2 separate regions of the Pan troglodytes genome follow, and region 2 is linked to region 1. Evidence: chromatin contacts called from public Hi-C data. All regions are on one chromosome and are shown on one strand. The core of a region is the stretch at or near the end of the contact, and the rest is flanking DNA. Distances in the headings are between cores, read along the strand shown.

Evidence for each region. Hi-C and Micro-C count contacts between places; a contact is called where the count stands out from the background.
Region 2: a contact with region 1 is called in a Hi-C map of induced pluripotent stem cells, with 2.5 times the contacts expected there. The contact joins the enhancer-like site here to the promoter of SIPA1L3 in region 1. A contact is called at or near these places in 1 of 7 Hi-C or Micro-C datasets (induced pluripotent stem cells), 1 of 1 datasets of contacts at active chromatin or transcription factors (stem cell-derived excitatory neurons) and 1 of 1 other capture datasets (stem cell-derived neural stem cells).

Annotation. Positions count from the first base shown.
Region 1 is chr20:41,035,413-41,041,393 of NHGRI_mPanTro3-v2.0_pri, forward strand. It overlaps SIPA1L3 (signal induced proliferation associated 1 like 3), which reads left to right and starts at 3,181. Exons shown (of 22, transcript XM_024351291.3): 1 at 3,181-3,748. WDR87 (WD repeat domain 87) reads right to left here and starts at 3,090. Exons shown (of 6, transcript XM_054673401.2): 1 at 2,916-3,090.
Region 2 is chr20:41,193,366-41,200,255 of NHGRI_mPanTro3-v2.0_pri, forward strand. The region is part of intron 2 of SIPA1L3 (signal induced proliferation associated 1 like 3); the gene reads left to right. Among named protein-coding and RNA genes, the nearest start is that of DPF1, 160 kb to the right of the region's middle. Within about 2 kb of position 4,701, at least 7 of the 24 cell types and tissues checked have an H3K27ac peak or open chromatin away from gene starts, as enhancers often do. A contact at or near this core is called in induced pluripotent stem cells, stem cell-derived excitatory neurons and stem cell-derived neural stem cells, where this site is marked.

The DNA of each region.
Region 1 (5,981 bases), core at 1,931-4,430:
GCCCAGGCTAGAGTGCAGTGGCGCCATCTCCGCTCACTACAAGCTCCGCCTCCCAGGTTCACGCCATTTTCCTGCCTCAGCCTCCCGAGTAGCTACAGGCGCCCGCCACCATGCCTGGCTAATTTTTTGTATTTTTAATAGAGACGGGGTTTCACCATGTTAGCCGGGATGGTCTCAATCTCGTGACCTCGTGATCCACCCGCCTCGGCCTCCCAAAGTGGTGGGATTACAGGCATGAGCCACTGCGCCTGGCCATTAAACAACTTTTAAAAACGGACATGGTAAAATATGGAAAATGTACTAAGGAGCAGGTAAGGGAAAAAAAGTCACCTTTTCACACCTGACCAGCTGTCCTTCTGTTTCCCCTTCCCAGAAGTAACTCTGGTTGTGTCTTTCTTTTGTGTGTGTGTGTGCTTTTTTTTTTTTTTTTTTTTTTTTTTGAGATGGAGTCTCTGTCTGTCGCCCAGGCTGGAGTGCAGTGGCGCGATCTTGGCTCACTGCAACTTCTGCCTCCTGAGTTCAAGTGATTCTTGAGCCTCAGCCTCCCTAGTAGCTGGGATTACAGGCGTGCGCCACCACACCCAGTGAATTTTTTGTATTTTTAGCAGAGATGTGGTTTCGCCATTTTGGCCAGGCTGGTCTCAAACTCCTGACCTCAAGTGATCCGCCCACCTCCCAAAGTGCTGGGATTACAGGCGTGAGCCACTGCGCCTGGCCCTTCTTGTGTGTTTCTAAAGGTGTTCTGTACATACACAAGCATATACATATAAATATTTTTCTTTTTTTATTTTTTTGAGACGGAGTCTTGCTCTGTTGCCCAGGCTGGAATGCAGTGGCGCCATCTTAGCTCACTGCACGCTCCGCCTCCCAGGTTCACGCCATTCTCCTGCCTCAGCCTCCCGAGTAGCTGGGACTACAGGTGCCTGCCACCATGCCCAGCTAATTTTTTCTATTTTTTAGTAGAGATGGGGTTTCACCATGTTAGCCAAAATGGTCTCCTGATCTCATGATCCACCCGCCTTTCCCTCCCAAAGTGCTGGGATTACAGGCGTGAGCCACTGTGCCCGGCCAAAAATATTTTTCTTATGCAAGTGATAGTATACTATATACACTGTTATTCACTTTTCTCTTAATACACCTTTAAGATTAATTCATATTAATACATGTAACTCATTTCCCAACAGTTACTAGCTGCAGGGTATTCCACCGTGTGGCTGAACTATCATTTATTTATCCAAATTTCTATTAATGGACATTCGGTAGTTTCCAACCTTTTGCTACTGCAGCTAATGCCGCAAATGAGTATCTTTGTTAGTGCCTCATAACATTTTAATTTTATTTGATTTTAATTAACTTAAATTGTAGAACTGAGGCCAGGCATGGTGGCTCACGCCTGTAATCCCAGCACTTTGGGAGGCCGAGGCTGGCAGATCACGTCAGGAGATCGAGACCATCCTGGCTAACATGGTGAAACCCAGTCTGTACTAAAAATACAAAAATTAGCTGGGTGTGATGGCGCCTGCCTGTAATCCCAGCTACTTGGGAGGCTGAGGTAGGAGAATCACTTGAACCAGGGAGTCAGAGGTTGCAGGGAGCCGAGGTGGCGCCACTGCACTCCAGCCTGGCGACAGAGTGGGACTCCATCTCCAAAAAAAAAAAAAAATGTAGAACTGAAGCAATGAAAACATTTTTCCATTAACCTAACTTGGAATAATATTTTGGATATATTTGGGTTAAATAAAATATTAAAATTAATTTCATAGCTGGGTGAGATGGCTCACGCCTATAATCCCAGCACTTTGCGAGGCTGAGGTAGGAACATGTCTTGAGGCCAGGAGTTCAATACCAGCCTGGGCAACATAGCAAGAAAAAAAAAGTAAGTAAATAATAATGATAAATAAAATGAATTTTACCTGTTTATGTCAAAATTAAAATTGCATATGTGGCTTGCATTACACATAAAAACACACACATATATAATTTTTTTTTTTTTTAAAGAGACAGGGTTCTGCTTTGTCGCCCAAGCTGGAGGGCAGTGATGCTATCATGGTTCACTGCAGTCTCAAACTCCTGGGCTTAAGCGATACTCAGCCTCTTGAATAGCTGGGACTATGGCCACATGCCACCACGCCTAGCTAGTTTTTTAGTTTTAGTAGAGATAGGGTCTTGCTATGTTACCCGGCCAGTCTCCAACTCCTGGCCTTAAGTGATCCTCCTGCCTCGGTGGCTCAAAGTGCAGGGTGTATTTCTCTTAGCTAGTATTGCTCTACATTGTTGTAGTCTGGTGGTGGCCTGATATCCCTACTGGACTGAAAACTCCCTGAAGGTAGGACTCCAGTCTGTCTGGATTTCTCTTGTGTCTCCATAATCACCCAACCTGACATGGAATAGGTGGTTAATCCATTTTTGTTGAATGAGTGGAAAAATGTGGTCTCCCAGGAAGAAACATATGCTTCCCAGCTTCAAGTGCTAGTGAACATCTTCCTAGAAGGCAGGCTGAGGCGGAAAGGGTATTGACTCCGGCTTCTCCACCAGAGGACCTTGCAATTCCAGTCAATTCCCTCGGTAACTCTTATGGAGGAGTGGCAATATACATTAAAAAAGGAGTGTGTGTTGCGGGGTATTCCGCTGCTTGGTTATGTCACCAGGTGGATTAAATTTGGACAAAATTTCCCAAGGTGTAGGTACTCTACAAACACTAGTTACCCTCAGGAATGTGCGATCAACAAAAGAATGCAAGATAACAAGGCCCCTAGGCAGCCCCCGGGTCTTGTGGCTCCCGTCGAAGGCAGAGCTCTGGAGCCGCCTACGCCGGGGAGAGGCGACTACACCTGGGGCCCCTCACCCTCGGGCCTCCTGCACGTGGCAGGGAAGGCAGGGCGTCTCTATCTCAAAGCATCGGCTGCGCCTGTTACCTGCGACAGGATTCCCGACAAGGGACGGGTACGGCGTGTGCACTCAGGAGCTCCTAGAGCTAGGGGCAGCAACTAAGAAGCTACCTGGCGGATGCTGCGAGAGGACTCCGCCCACAGAACGGTTGGCCCCCAACCCCGCAGCCGGCGGACTTCCCGAGGCCAGGGGTCTGAACGCGCGTGCGCATGGGCGCGCGCTCTCGAAAGAAAAAAAAAAATCCTCTCCGCGGGGGCCCGCGGCAATTTAGGCCGGGGTCTGCCGACGACCGCGCGTGCGCGGGCGTGCATCTACGCCCTCTTCCACCGCCCCCTCCGCTGGGGGTCTAGCGCACTGCTCCGCTTCCCCCGTTTCCCCCGGGCTAGCGTCCTAGGGGTGAGTGACTCGAGCCTGGCAGAGAGTGAGGGAGAGGTTCCGCCGAATGAAGGGAGGAGGTAGACGGGGCCAGAAGAAAGGAGAAACCGCCCCGGCGGGGCGAAGAGCGCGGCTCTCGAGCTGTAGTCTGCAGGAGACACACCTCCCTCCCTCACGCCCCTCGGGGCTGCGGAAGTGCTCTAGAGACTGGAGCTGCACGAAGGCGACCAGCGGACTACCGTTCCTAGGAGGCAGCGCGGCGGTGCGCCTACGGCTCCCGGCAGCCCCCGCGCGCTATTCTCTTTTGAGTTCGCGGCCGGCTAGGGCGAAACTACAGTTCCCAGGAGGACTCGCGCGAAGCGGCTTGGAAGTGGGCAGCCTGGAAGTCACTCGGGCCACCGGAGCTGGCGGCGTCTCCAGCGAGCGGCGCGGAGCTGGACGCCGCGATCGTGGGGCCCGCGAGGCGGGCAGCCGGGGCGTCCAGGTACGTGGCTCCGGGTGCAGGATCGGCCTCGCGCAAGGGTGGCGGGGAATCGGTGGCTGCCCGGACCCCGAGGGTCAGCGCGGGCGGACGGCCGGGTGTGGGTACTGGCCGTGGGGGGCGGCGGCGCCGGGACTCGCGCCCTCCGGACCCAGCCGGACTCGTGCCCGCATGGCTCAACTTTCCAGGCGTGCACCCCGGCGCTGTGGTGAAGAGCTTGGAGGCGGGGAGCGGTGGATTCGCGTCCCGGCTGTGCCACTCGGGAGCCGCGATCTGGGGAAACCGCGCCGAACCTCAATTTCCCCTGCAGTAAAACGGAGTAGGAGAGCATCTTGGCGGAGACTCTGTTGAGATAATATAATAAAACATTTGGCACATAGGAGGCACTTACTACGTATTTGGGTTATTGTTAGCTCTCCGAAAAATGAGGTGAAGATGTTATCGATTGCATAGGGTGAGGATTAGTTGAGCGTGTGCATGTAAAGAGGTGAGTCCTTAGTTAGCACCCAATGCAGGCTAGCTGCTGTTAACCGAGATTATTTTGTTAAGAGCGTTGGTTTGGAAGGCAGAGAGACCCCAGGTTCAAATTTGAACATTTACCAGTTGTGTGACTTTGGGCAACTGGCTTCACCTCTCTGTGCCTTGGTTTCCCTATCTATAAAATGGGGATTTAAATAGCAACCACTTCGTCGAGTTGTTTTCAGGATGCAGTGAGAATACCATGTGTAAAGTGCTTAGCTCAGCAGCTGGCATATAACGCTCAGTAAATGGTACCATTTATTCAGCGTTTTCCTAGTGGCCCAGAGACCCTCTGAGGGTGGGGCTCTGGCCGTAGTATTGGTCACCCCCGAGGGCCAGATTCAGAACTGGTCCAGTTGACTTCCCTTCCTACTACCTCCGGTTCCTCATTTACAAAATGGGATAATAACAAGATCACTCTCAAAGGGTTGTAAGGATTTGCTGAGATTGTATTTCTAGTCCAGCGCCATCTCTCACTAAGTAGCAGCTCTTATGTATTATAATTGTTCTTCAATATTCTCCATCTGGCCCAGAGACTGCCTGACTGTGGGCTGTGACATGACAGCCCTGAGCTCCCCCACACATTTGCTCCCATCCTCAGTGTCCCATCTGTGGAATGGTAGTCATAGGACTTTTGTGCCAGGATTGTTTGGATGGTTCCAGGAGATAATTCATGTTTAGTGCTTTGCACAAGGCCCGGCACACAGTAAGTGCTTATTAAATGATAAAATGTATCTTGCTGTTTTTTTTTTTAATAGCCCCTTTTTGCTTCTGTTTGTACCTACATGGCAGAGTGGGCACAAAGTTAGTGTTTTTTTATCTTCCCCCTCCCTCCCAAATTTTACTTACCAAAGATTAAATTATGGAACACACTATAGTAGAAAGGCCTAAGAAGAAATGGGTCTGACCTGCCATCAGCAGTCCCCTGCTCACACACCCCTCCCCATAGAGCCAGTATGTTCACTCCAGTGCTTTAATTGTTGTCCCGGTGCTGCCAGCTTTTGCCTTTGTGTCCCAAAGCCACTGAGTCCCCTGCACTCCAGCTCCAGATGTGGAGCCTGTGCTGCTTTGATGCTGTAGCTCAAAGAAGTGGCTGTTTCTTGGGCACCATAAACTCAGCATGTCCAACCTGAACTCCTTCTCCTCCTGGAACCAGTAGTCACCATCTTGGCAAATGTGCCAGCATTGACCTGGTTGCCTAAGCCAGAAACCTGGGAGTTGCTCTTCTTCCCCAGCCTTCCCATATCCAGTCAACTAGCAAGAAGGACGAAGCTGCCATTTCATAGAAACACCATTTCATTGGCCCATATTGGTCTCCCATCTGATGGGCACTGAAAGTTCCCCTCAGCTTGAGACGGAGTCTTGCTCCATAGCCCAGGCTGGAGTGCAGTGGCACAATCTCAGCTCACTGAAGCCTCCGTCTCCCGGGTTCAAGCAATTCTCCTGCCTCAGCCTCCTGAGTAGCTGGGATTACAGGTGCCCGCCACCACATGCGGTTAGTTTTTTTTTTTTTAGTAGAGATGGGGTTTTCACCATGTTGGCCAGGCTGGTCTCGAACTCCTGACCTCAGGTGATCTACCCATTTTGGCCTCCCAAAGTGCTGGGATTGTAGGGCATGAACCACCGCGCCTGGCTGTGACAAGGTTAAGTCAAGTCATTAGGGATTAACATACGTAAACCTATGTAACATATGTATTAATAAGGGCAAGAAGATGTT
Region 2 (6,890 bases), core at 3,451-5,950, 160 kb after region 1:
AGTAGCTGGGACTACAGGCACGCGCCACTATACCTGGTTAATTTTTTTTTTTTTTTGTATTTTTATTAGAGATGGGGTTTTACCATGTTGGCCAGGCTGGTCTTGAACTCCTGACCTCAAGTGATCCGCCTGCCTTGGCCTCCCAAAGTGCTGGGATTACAGGCACGAGCTACCATGCCTGGCCCAGACACCTATATTTTTATAAAGCTCCTCTATACCTCTATTGTATGCTGGAAGGAAGAACCAGTCCCCCGAGCATCCCCATCTGGCCTTGGATACTGGCTGTTCCCAGCTTCCCTGCTCATCCACGGCAGGTACCCTCTCTTCTTGCAGATCCTGGTTTAGATACCACCCTTCAAGGAGTCTTCCTGACCCCCTCCCAACTAGAGTGATCTTCAGTCCTATCTATCTATTTATCTATCTATCTATCTATCTATCTATCTATCTATCTATTTTTGAGACAGGGTCTTGCTCTGTCACCCAGGCTGGAGTGCAGTGGCGTGATCACAGCTCACTGCAGCCTTGACCTCCTGGGCTCAAGCGATCCTCCCACCTCAGCCTCCCATAGTGCTGTGATTACACACATGAGCCACTGCACCCAGCCATTTTATGACCTTTACAATGCTGGCCACCCTTGGAAATTCTATTTTATTTCTCTGGCGTTTCTCTGCTGGAGGTCCATTCATGAGAGCAGGGGCACAGTCTGTCCTGCTCAGAGATTTTCTTTAGCATCCACAGCAGTGGCGTGTAGTAGAAATAGACTGAGTAAATGAATGGATTTCGAGTGTTTGGTGCTTGTAGAATGAATGAATGAGTTATATATGACTGGGAAATGGTGAATAAATGAATATGTTTTTAGGGCTTTGTTGGCTGGAAGAACTTTTTTGAGGGATTTATAAGAACATGGTAGGTGTTTGTTGTGTGAGTGAATGGATGAATGGATGCATTTTAAGGACTAACTAGTTCTTCCTGGATAAACAAATGACTTGTACGTGCCCAGAAACTGCTGAGTCACTGGATGCATGCCTGGAGGAGTCCTCATTCCACCTGGGCCTTAGAGAGGAACCCTCGGACTTGATGCCACATCCCTGAGCCCTCCAGAGTGCTTGAGGCCCACTTAGCCTCCATGGCCGTGACTAGATCATGTTTCCCTGAAAGAGAGATGCTTGGAGCACATCAGGGCAGCCCTGAACACCCAGGGGGTCCCTCCACCTCTAATCAAAGGCCTGTGAAAGGACAGCCCATCCCACCCCTACAAGCTATCTCCAAGCATTGCTTTCAGCTTCTTGGGCGTGCTGCTTCCCAGGGAAGGACACACTCGGGCACCAAGCAGGCCCTGCTTGCCTTGGGTCACAGACCCCAACTGAGCCAGTGCTCCCTGGTCCTGAGTGAGGTTGTCATCCATCCAGTCATTCAATAGTTATGTTGTTTTATCTATCTATCTATCTATCTATCTATCTATCTATCTATCTATCTATCTATCTGCCTGCCTACCTACCTACCTGCCTACCTATCTATCTAGTGACAGAGTCTCACTTTATTGCCCAGGCGGGAGTACAGTGGCGTGATCTCGGCTCACTGCCACCTCCCTCTCCCAGGTTCAAGCAATTCTGTTGCCTCAGCCTCCCAAGTAGCTGGGACCACAGGCATGTACCACCATGCCTCGCTAATTTTTTCATATTTTTAGTGGACACGGGGTTTTACCTTGTTGGCCAGGCTGATCTCGAACTTCTGACCTCAGTTGATTTGCCCACCTCGGCCTCCCAAAGTGCTGGGATTACAGGCATGAGCCACTGTGCCCAATCCGATATTTATTTAGAAAAGAATTTTTTTAGAGACAGGGTCTCACTGTGCAACCAGGCTGGAGTGCGTGGTTCAACCCTGTCTCCTTCCTTTGTGATCAGCAGGGTCCCAGGTAAGGGCTGCTTTGTCTGCTGGGAGTGAAGTTGGCATGAGCAGGGCTCTCAGCCAGCCTGTGATGGACAGGCAATGTGAGCAAGAACCAAGCCTCAGTTGTGAAAGCCCCTGAGCATCTGGGGTCATTTGTTACTGCAGCATAGCTTAGCTCATCCTCCCTGTCCCAAGAAGGAACACATTTTGTGGATGGGGAGTGATCAAGAGTTCAGGTTGGGAATGTTCAGTTGCAGTGCATGTGAGATGTGTAAGTGGTGATGTCAAGTAATCAGGTGGGTAGGTGAGTTTGGAACTCAGAAGAGCAGTGGGAGCTGGAGATGTTTTCCGCATTGGTGACACACGTTTAAATGAGAATCGCAGAGGTCCAGGCGCTGCCTGTGATTGCAAGGAAGGCTGGTGCTTGAACTCAGGACTGCCTGACTTGAGGTAAGAAGGGGCTGGGGTTGAGTCCCCACTGTGTCAACTCATAGCCATGTGGCCTTGGGCACGTTACTTCCTCTGTCTGCTCCTCACTTTCCTCATCTGTAAAATGGAGGTAATAATGATACCCACCTCATGGGGTTTTTGAAAGGGTTAACACATGGCAATTGACAGGTGTGAAGTGCTCAGGAAAGGACCTGGGCCGTAGAAGGATTCTATTCATGGTAGTTGCTGTTGTAGATACTGGCTTTTGTGTATGTTTTCATTGTTGTTTTGTTTTATAACTAAAATGTCCAGTGGTGGGAAATGGAATAGGGCTGACTTTGTGTCCAACTTGATGCAGAGACTCAAATGATGACTACAGCCCCAGATTCTAACTCCCAGTCCCCTTCACAGATAGTTCTTCTCCCATGGTTACGAGACAGCTGCAGCGACTCCATCCCTCACATCTTCTCAGACTTCGGGTTAAAGGGAAAAGCGCAGCCTTCAGCTCCAGCACTCCTGGTAAAGACATCACGGTCTCACTGGTTCTGATCAGGCCACATGGGTTGCTCCAGAGCTGGGGAAGGAGCCCCACCTCTAGCCCATTGGGTGGCCATTGGAGAGGGGAGGCTCCCAAAGGGAAGTCTGGACTGTTGGAAAAAGGAGTCCTGGCGACAGGGAAAGTAAACCACAACTGTCCACATTGGAGGGCTCTTGTGTTTCCCTATGCTGTGTCCTGTGAGCTTCTGGCAGACATCGCAGCCCTCACAGAGTTGGGCCTTTTGGAGCCAAGACACCAAGGCCGTGGTGCTTGCTTGCTTGTCGCAGGGGCAGTCTGGGAGCATTTACACCCACAGATACATCATTGGTTGCCTGCTCTTCTAACAGACCCTGATAAGTCCCCACTGGCCCAGAGGCAATCAGGATGGCTACAGATTCTGGCTCTCCCAGCTTCCCTTGCAACCGGAGTGGCCGTGTATCCACATTCTAGCCAGTGGAACATAAAAGAAAGGATTGCAGCAAGGGGAATATTCTGGGAAAGATTCTCCTTCCTGATTAGGGTCAGACCGGTGCCCTCACCATCCCTATCTTTCCCCTTTGCCCATGATTCAGTGGGAAGTGTGGCTGTGGCCACCAGCTTGTGACCGTGACGCAGCAAGCCAGAAGACTTGCAGCACAGGAGGGAGGCAGAGGGAATGGGGGGACATGCTTCACATCACTCTCCAGCTTTCCCACCAGGCCTGGAGCCACCATATCTGGCCTCCTGGTGACATGAGATGACTAAATGTCTTCACTGTGCAAAGCACCGTTGGATAGTCTTCCATTACTCGCAGCCAAACGCATCCCAACTGACTGTCTGCCACTGCCACTCACTCCTCATTTTGCTGCTGTCTCCCAGGCTGCCCTAGTTTTCCCCATATACAGTTCCCCAGCTGCCCTCCTTCACACAGCACCGTGTGTCACTCGGGGTCCTCTGATGCCAGCGGCAGAAGCCACGCTTGGCAGTCTGTGGCCGAATCACAATTCAGAGGATGTACAGAATGAACACGAGGCCAGAGGGGCAATCTTAGAAAACAGGGAGGAGCCAAGGAAGCCCTGGAGGGAAGAAACCAGGGGTCCCCAGCAAAAGTCACTGCACAGGAGAAGCCAGGTCCACTGTCCCTGCCCCAGCAAGGACACTTTCCAGCCTCACATGCTCTTAGAAACCTCGCACGGAGTCCTAGGAGAGGACCCTGGGCCGACCAAGCCCACGTCCTGCGCCCACTCCAACTGTGCTTCTGTGGGGGGAAAGGGGAAGCACTTCTGCCAAAGATATACAACAGAACTGTAGTAAGAGCAGGTGGTATTATACCCATTTTACAGATTGAAACCGAGTCACTATTTCCATAACCCGTCCATGACACACGAGGATTGAGCCCAGGAGGCAGTCTGGTTCCTGCCTATGCTGTGCTTCTCTCATCACGGGGGTTCCCCATCGGGAAGGTCCAAGTGCTTTTAGGGAAGAGGAGCTCGGTAGAAGACAGCTGGAAAGAGACCAGTGTGCACCCTCTGAGTCCCAGAGGCTGCGGGTGCCACTCAGCCTCTGAATGTTACAGGAAGACTCGACTGCAGCTGCTAGGAGAAGGGATTTGTGCAGAGAGACCAAGGCCTGCAAGAACATCTGTGTGTGTGCACAGAAGGGAGCAGAATGGATTGAGGGTTTCTGACTGAGCTGGAAACAAATGCCATCAGCAAAGCCCATCTGTCGGGAGGTGCTTGCATAAGCAAGTCAGGGTCGCATCTGGGCCACTGGTTTTCCCAACCCAGCCTTAAGTGTGGCCTCAAAGGACTAATCCCCCCTCCGCACTCTGCACTCTGAAGGCAGAGCCACAACACAGGCTGGGCTGCTGAGGACAGGCAGCGCCCTCAGGCGGGCCATCATCCCAGCTTGACCTGGGATCTGGTGCCCAGCACAGCGGACTGTGGGGCAGGGTTCAGGCTCTCAAGCAAACAGTCTTGCCATTCTGTAACTGACAGTTTAGAGTGGAGACAATAAACACCATAGATAAAATAATTGCACTTTTCTCTGGCAAACCAGCAACCCCTGCTGAAGTGTGACCCACACATACTTATTTTGTTTACCCTCATTGTGTGTGTGTGTATGTGGTGTTTTGTTGTTGTTGTTGTTTGATTTTTGAGATAGAGTCTTGCTCTATCTGTTGGGCTGGAGTGCAGTGGCACAATCACAGCCCACTGCAGCCTTGGCCTCCCAAATAGCTGGAACTACAGGCATACGCCACCACGCCTGGCTAAGTTTTAAAATTTTTTGTAGAGATGAGGTTTCACTGTAATGCCCAGGCTGGTGTCAAACTCCTGGGCTCAAACAGTCCTCCCGCCTCAGCCTCCCAAAGTGCGGGTATTACAGGCATGAGCCACTGTGCCTGGCTTCATTGAGGTTTTTATTGTTAATGTTCTTAGGAAGTGCATTTTACCCTTGAACAACATGGGTTGGAACTGCATGGATCTATGTTATGTATACATGAATTTTTTTCAATAAATGTATTGGAAAATTTTTTAGAAATTTGCAGCTATTTACTGGGCGCGGTGGCTCACGCCTATAATCCTAGCACTTTGGGAGGCCGAGGCGGGCAGATCACTTGAGGTTGGGAGTTCAAGACCAGCCTGCCCAACATGGAGAAACCCTGTCTCTACAAAAGATACAAAATTAGCTGGGCGTGGTGGCACATGCCTGTAATCCTAGCTACTCAGGAGGCTGAGGCAGGAGAATCGCTTGAACCCGGGAGGCGGAGGTTGCAGTGAGCTGAGATGGCGCCACTGCACTCCAGCCTGGGTGACAGAGTGATGCTCCGTCTCAGAAAAAAAAAGAGATTTGCAACTATTTGAAAAGAACTTGCAGGGGTGGGTGCGGTGGTTCACGCCTGTAATCCCAGCACTTTGGGAGGCCGAGGCTGGCGGATCCCTCGAGGCCAGGAGTTTGAGCCAGCCTTGCCAACATGGTGAAACCCTGTCTCTACTAAAAATACAAAAATTGGCCAGGCATGGTGGTGTGCACCTGTAATCCCAGCTACTCAGGAGGCTGAGGCAGGAGAATCACTTGATCCTGGGAAGCAGAGATTGCAGTGAGCCAAGATTGTGCCACTGTACTCCAGCCTGGGTGACAGAGCAACACTCTGTCTCAAAGAAAAAAAAAAAACAGAAAAGAAAAGATCTTGCAGATGAACCACATAGCCTAAAAATATTTTTTAAAAAATAAAATGTTAAGGCCGGGCACAGTGGCTCACGCCTGTAACCCCAGCACTTTGGGAAGCTGAGGCAGGCGGATCACAAGGTCAGGAGATCAAGACCATCCTAACATGGTGAAACCCCGTCTCTACTGAAAATACAAAAAATATTAGCTGGCCGTGGTGGCGGGCGCGTGTAGTCTCAGCCACTCCAGAGGCTGAGGCAGGAGAATGGCGTAACCCGGGAGGCGGAGCTTGCAGTGAGCTGAGATCGCACCACTGCACTCCAGCCTAGGCAACAGAGCAAGGCTCTGTCTCAAAAATAATAATAATAATAAACAAGTAAATACATAAATAAATAAAAATAAAATGTTAGGTATGTCATGAATACATAAAATATATGTGCATTAGTCTATTTTTCTATTTTATCATTTGCTACCATAAAATATACGCAAATGCATTCTAAAAAGTTAAAATTTATCAAAACTTACACACACACAAACACACTGCCAAGCCAAGAGAAATGTAAACAAACATAAACATGCAGAATTAAATCATAACTGCATGAAATTAACTGCAGTACACACTGCACTACCGTCATAGTTTCGCGACCACCTCCTGTTGCTACTGCGGTGAGCTCAAGTGTTGTGAGTATCCGTTTGAAACACCGTGTGACACTCATCATCTCCGCATGAGCAGTTTGTCTCTCCAGCAAATTGCACATCGCAGTAAAAAATGATCCCTAGAGGTTCTCACCTAGTTTTCATCGTGTTTAGTGCAATACTGTAAGCCCTGAATAACCTCAGGGGACCCGTACAAAGTGCCACTAGTGATGCTGGAAGTTGTCCCAAG